2 separate regions of the Danio rerio genome follow, and region 1 is linked to region 2. Evidence: chromatin contacts called from public Hi-C data. All regions are on one chromosome and are shown on one strand. The core of a region is the stretch at or near the end of the contact, and the rest is flanking DNA. Distances in the headings are between cores, read along the strand shown.

Region 1 (3,319 bases), core at 38-2,537, 150 kb after region 2:
GGTTCGAACGAGCAACCCAGCGACCTTCTTGCAGTGAGGCGACAGCACTACCTACTGCGCCACTGCCGTGCCATGAATAAATACTTATATTTAAAATACAAATTTACCACAACATATATCATTAGAAAAAAAAAGAAATCTGATAAAGTTTTAAAGTATAAACTGTAGTCTATTGTCATTTATTAAGCAAATAACAAGCTGTCAAGCACGTTAAATTTTCCTCAGTCAAAACTTGGCTATTTTATTATATAAAAAATTAAAACATAATAATAATAATAAAAGAGCTTCGTGATTTTTCTAGCCTCTTGTAAAAACAAGTAAATTTGATTGAAAATTTATAGAGAACAACAATATCCCAAGATTTATAAAAAAGTTTAATATGAAATGAAAAATATTTTCACTATTTAAAAACAAAACAGTAGTGAAAGATTATTTCACTTAGGCTACATCCAATTGTGTTTTCTTGCTTGGTCTTAAAGCCTTTTTTGATGGGTTATTTTACAATTTATGATGGTGTAGCAGTCAAAATAGGACAAATAAGCTCATGTATGGGACAAATTCTTGACCTTTGTCATTGAGGGGTGGGTCTTTCGAACCCTCCAAACCCCCCTGGCTACAGGCTAGCTTATTTACTATTTACACTATATATTTCTACATGAATTATGTATACACCCCATTAAGTATGAGTACATTAGGCTACTAACTGATGGTACTATAATTATAAATATAAATATTACTTTAAAAAGCTATAGTTAAGATAAACCTTATTTATTACAAATTAACCATTATTTTGCCCACTAGATATATGGTTTCGTAGTAAAACTGGTTAAATAAATGGTAATCAATCTGCCAAGAAGCATGTTACTACATATTACTATTAAAAAACGTGGTTTATTTTCGTACGAGTAAAAACGCAAAATAAAACACATTAGCCAAATAAACAAACCTGCTTTCATACTTTCTGCTTTCACAGAAGTTTTGTATTCCGCATTTTGATAAAGTTGCCTGTAAATAACTCTGTTGAAAGTGTTGGACTTTGGTACTTCTCCATAATCAATAAATACGCACAAGACAATCAGTTTTACTTTGTGATAAACACAATCTGACGCCAGGGAGCTCTGCATTGACGCCTTCGTGTGCTTTGGGTTTTTAACAAAAGATGAGGCGGGGACAGAAGAAGTTAAATCATCTGATTGGCTAAAACTGACAGTAGACATGAGGAAAACACAGCGATGCGGCCTCTGATTGGATGAGGGGTTTGTATCAAAGTGAAAATATGTGCCTCAAGCCCTTTACTGTTGCCAGGGCGTCAATGGCGGAACTCCGCGGCAGAAGTTAATATGACACAAGACAGGATCGCTTAAGGTACTGTTAAAAAATAACCGCCTATGTTTTTGCTACACTTCATCATTCATTGCTTAAATATTCGGTCTCCAAATAATCATGTGTATGGGTGGAGTTTTAAGAGCTTACATTAAAACTCTGAAGAGTAAAAGTGATGATGAGTGTTGGTGTGGCAATACTCGCTGAAGAGCCTCGTGAACTGCCACTGCTGCTGCTGCTTTATGAGTTTCAAAATAACTACTTATATTTTCATTTTGTGAGCTGTTTTTCAAAACTTATTTTTATATTTGATCTTATACATCTTTACCATCTCTACTACCTTTAATCTCCTTACGTTTGCCTTTTATTTTCATTTGTTTTGGACTTGTTTACACCTCTTGAGTGTTCACGATGCATCAGTTTGGTCCATAGAGAATTGCTGCACGTTTACATAACTGTCCTCTAATACTCTAATGTTTTTATGTAAGAGCATAACTGTAAAGCTGATGGATAAGCAATAGTTCTGGGAGTTTATAAATAATTGTTTCTTTGTTTAAATGCGTTTCAAAGGGGGCCCTTTAAACAGTGGCCCTTATCAGTGAACTGTCACAGATTGTGAAGTAGGACACATGATCAGAGACATCTCAATCTGGAATTCACAACATTGTCTTTTGGCAGCAGTTTTTTTTTTTTTTTTTTTTTTTTGCTATTGAATCTAGGTCATCCACGTCCCTCTGAAAGTTAGCCAGTCCTTTGCCGTTCTCCCTGATGGATTCACTTGTGGGAAACCATTCTGGAGGAGCAATATGTAATCGCTCGTCTTAATGCGCTTTGCCTCGATTGCTAACCTCAGTCTGGATGAGAGCCCTGCTGCTAAATCAGAGGATTAGACTATGATTTTGAAGACACCACTCCCTTTCCCTTGATCATCAAATGGTGAAATCTCCAAAATAAACCGCAGCTGCAGCTCACAACATTTTTTATGCATCTATCATGAGTGTTGAAACTCACAGGCTTGTTGGTGCAGGTCATAGATTTGTTTTTAGGTATGTCTTTCACACATGTATAAATGAAAGGGTGTGCATTCTCTGCTCGGTGCATTGAGGTCATCATCTTTGTGTTAAATGAGGTTAAACTGAATGGCTTGCAGGACAGAGCTGCCGATCCACCTGTACTGTTTTTGTGTTGGCATATAAGCATAAACAAATAGACAACTGTCCTTTCCTGCACAGTGACACTAGTGTTACACATACTCTATTGTACGGAAGTTAAAGGGATAGTTCACACCATAATGAAATTTAACTCACTCTTTATTTGTTACAAACCTGTTTGACTTTCTTTCTTCTGTTGAGCACAAAAGAACATATTGTGATGAAAGCTGAAAGGCTGTACAATCACTTTTATAGTAGAAGAAAGAAATGTTATGGAAGTCAATGTTTCCAGCTTTCTTCAAAATATGTACTTTTGTGTTTAACAGAAGAAAAAAAAAGTCAAATGGCTTTGTATCATGTGAAGAGTGAATAAATGCTGATGACTTTGAACTTTCAGTTTTGCGTGAACTACCCCTTTAAGGTGTAGCTTTAGTTCGCAGGTAGCGCGTAAGTTTCTTCTGAATTCAAACCAAAGAAAATACAGTTGCTTTCACTTCATCTTTTGCGGAAGTGGATTCAGCGTAGCATGCTAGTCTTAGAACAGAACAGTTGTACAGTAAGAGTATTATTGGCATATTTGCATCTATTTCTTTATCTTATTTTCTTAAACCAGTAACTCTACAGGTTTTGCTACAAGTTATGACCCAACAAAGCTAACATTGTTATTAATATTAATGGGTCGGAGGAAATTGTTTTTAAAGCATAAAGTCAGATAATTAAATTATTAATTAATTATTATTATTATTAAAGTGTTTTAAATTCACCCATATTCAGACATTAATAACTACTTTAATGCTGACACAAAAATAGGTGTTGTCTTTGATGTAATTTCTATTTGAATCATT
Region 2 (3,405 bases), core at 121-2,620:
TTTAATAAAATGAACTTGATTTACCGAAATCGTCAAGCAACTTCTACCCTAACCCCTACTTTGGGAACCACTGCACTACTACAGGCTCATTCAGAATCAAAGTGCTCAGAACTGTCAGGTTCAAAGAGCCACCCGCAATGAAGGGTTTCAAGGAGTAAAATTTTTACAATATTTACTTTAAACCGATGACAGACAGTCTGGACTGCATAGCAGCTTTCATTGGCCCAAGATGTCCCAAAAGCCAGTGGAGCCAGAAGAGCAACCAGTCAGTTTTTTTTTTTGCTTTATGTCACGTTCAGGAGTATAAAAAAAGCAATGTTGATGTCTCTAAAACCTATCAGTGTGCAAAACTCTTATGCTACAGAACAACAAATATATTTTAAATACATTTGGACTGTAAGGACATATACAGTATGTTAACCCAAAGCTTCTGTAGAATTAATACAATCATGTAACTTTCAAATACCTGAAGTGTTTTGAATTGTGTGAGTCTTGTGTTCCCAAAGACTATAGACTACATAAGATGTTTCACTCGTATAGATTTGAATGGGGAAAAGTGTAACCATCAATGTGGTCGCTCTAGGAAAGGAAGCTATGCCGTCTAATAAAGGAGCCAAACACTGATCAGTATAGAGTGACGATTCTCCGGGAGAGGGGCTCAGTCCAGACATGTGTTTTATGACAGTTTCTGCAGCTTCATTGTTATGAATCCTCCGGAATCTAAGCGAACGCTTGCTTCACAGACATGAGAAATATATCTTCACAAAGCTTGAAATCAACTACACTTGAAAAACAAATGTTTTATTGCTTTGTAATCTTTATGAAACAAACACGAGGTACGCTGTTCCATCTGACCTCTGCTTCCACCAAAATAAAATGCAAATCCCATGACGGCAACTACTTGAACGCCCACAAACTTGTAAAGTAGGCCGCTGTCATTTTGGGAGGAGATTTGCCATCAAAACCAAGCTGGGAATAAATTCAGTAGACCAGCGTGATTGGACACGCCATTATAATTATATAGAGGTATTTCAAAGATGGCCGCCTTGTGAAATAACATGCCTTAAAGGGACTTTGGCGCTTCATTGATACAACATCTGATTCTTTAACTAGCATTGGACTAAAGGCTTTATTTGATTCCAGCTGACCAACAGACCATCTCTTCTGTCAGTGTATAAACGGAAACATGGTCTTTTCTATTTAAAGTACTAATCACCAGCTTCCTTTCTAACTGAGCATTAAGGGATGAGAAAAAAGCTAAAGATGCTCTAAATTTGCCCTGTTTTTGTTGCCACAAAAGCAGATGGCCCTGTCTGGCTCTCAATCCAGTGCACATGAGCAGCACGAACAGCTGGCTGCGAACAGAATCAGGGTCATCGAGTTCAGCAGCATTGCTTATGCATCTGTACGTGTGTACGAGGTCTCAATAAGAGGCAGCACTGACCCGCCTGTTGTCCTCTCTTACCCGCAGCCCCAGGCCTCTTACTGATCACCTCCACCATGCTGGAGGGGAAGTAGCCCACTCTGTCATTGCCTGTGCGGTTATCATGTATGCAGCCTTTCCACCTCCCGTCTGAATGCTGCTCCAGAACCTGCACATGAATCATTAGCATCATCATTCAAAATCAATAAAGGTCATTTACATTCTTCAGACGTGTTTTATACCAAGTCTCAAACTCAATCTGTACAGTTTCGCTCCAATCCTAATCAAACATAGCTGAGCAAACTAATCAATATGTTCAAGACTAGAGACTATAGGTGCGTCCCAAATCGCATGCTTATGCACTATTGTACGCCATTTTGTAGTATAAATAGTGTAAGAACTAAGTGCATTCACACTGAAAACTCTAAAAACAATAAGTGCACTTTAAATACCCAGATGATGCACTTTTTTAACCAGTAAAATGAAGTGTGTAGAGATGGACACTTCACGCAGTCAACTACATCATTTATAATGGATTGTGAAAGCAAAATTCTCCTACGAGAGTGATTATAGCGCCTCCCGATGGTGAATGTGGTTATTCTCATGGCAGGTTTTATTTGGGTGTTTGGCCATTTATTTCACTAATTTGGCAATCAACAAACTTCATCTGGGAAATAGTTAGAATTTCCGCTTGGTAAAAAAGTTAGTGTTCCATTTGGGACGACACTACATATACTCTGCTGTTGAGTGTGTAAGTGCATCGTGCATCGTGCATAAGTGCATGGTGTATAATAAGCCATTTGGGATGCAGCTTATTAAGCAAGTGTGATTTGGAGGTGGTTGGAGTTAAAATCTGCAGAGCTGTGGCCCTCCAGGGATTGAGTTTGAGATCAATGTTTTATACCTTATATAAAGTGCTAAAACGAACATAAAAAGTGCAAACACAAAATTCTGCATCTAAATTGAGGATTTCATTTAAAGGGATAGTTTACACAAAATGAAAATCCCCTCATCAGTTGCTCACATCCCAACTGTTTTTGAATTTGTTTCTTCTTTCGAAGCACAAAACAAGATATTTTGAATAATGTTGGAAAAAAGTGCCACTGACATCTATAGTGGGAACAAAACATACTAAAGATGTCAGGGGCTGCTTTTCCCCAAAATTTTGCAGTATATATTACTTTGTGTTGAACAAAAGAAATTAATGCAAACAGGTTTGGAACAAGTGGAGTATGAGCTAATGATGGCAGAATTTACATTTTGGGGTGAACAATTTATTTAAAGTTTTATTGCTTATGAGGCAGCATTTACTAATGACAAAAATGCCATGTTGCAGTTAAAATGTTTAAAGTTATGCAATTATTTAGCAAAATAAATAACTGTAATATAAAATAATGTATATTTTAAAATGTTTTTGTTTTACTTTCTGTGATGCAAAATCTGTATTCTCTGGACTATCTGTTCTCTGAGTAATGGTGATACTATACTATCATTACTCTGTTTTCAATTATTCTAATGTATGATTTTATGAATAAATAAAAACGGCAACGCGGTGGCACAGTAGGTAGTGCTGTTGCCTCACAGCAAGAAGGCTGCTGGTTCGAGCCTCGGCTGGGTCAGTTGGCATTTCTGTGTGGAGTTTGCATGTTTTGCTCCGGATTCCCCCACAGTCCAAAGAAAATTAATTAATTAAATAATTAAATATATAAATTTATTCTTACTTTAATACTTGTGTTGCTAAATATTTTTGTGCAAACTGTCATATATTTTCACAAAAAAAAAGAACTAGTGTGCATGTGTGTGTGTTTCTTTTTCTTTTACAGTGGTGTTTTAACAAATGTTTAAAAGTGTACATATGCTGTCAGGACTAATTGATCATATATATATATATATATATATATATATATATATATATATATATATATATATATATATTTTTTTTTTTTTTTTTAACAGTGAATTTAAATAAAATTATCAGTAGA

The links. A called contact is a pair of places that touch in the nucleus more often than the background predicts.
Region 1: a Hi-C map of fibroblasts shows a contact between it and region 2, with 4 times the contacts expected there. The contact joins the promoter of crlf3 here to the enhancer-like site in region 2. A contact is called at or near these places in 6 of 18 Hi-C or Micro-C datasets (caudal fin, embryo, fibroblasts and 2 more) and 1 of 4 datasets of contacts at active chromatin or transcription factors (embryo).

The regions. Positions count from the first base shown.
Region 1 is chr3:34,669,756-34,673,074 of GRCz12tu, forward strand. It overlaps crlf3 (cytokine receptor-like factor 3), which reads left to right and starts at 1,288. Exons shown (of 9, transcript NM_001017817.2): 1 at 1,288-1,365.
Region 2 is chr3:34,516,666-34,520,070 of GRCz12tu, forward strand. It overlaps caskin1 (CASK interacting protein 1), which reads right to left. Exons shown (of 19, transcript XM_073944747.1): 10 at 1,466-1,592. Among named protein-coding and RNA genes, the nearest start is that of traf7, 48 kb to the left of the region's middle. Within about 2 kb of position 1,371, at least 2 of the 62 cell types and tissues checked have an H3K27ac peak or open chromatin away from gene starts, as enhancers often do.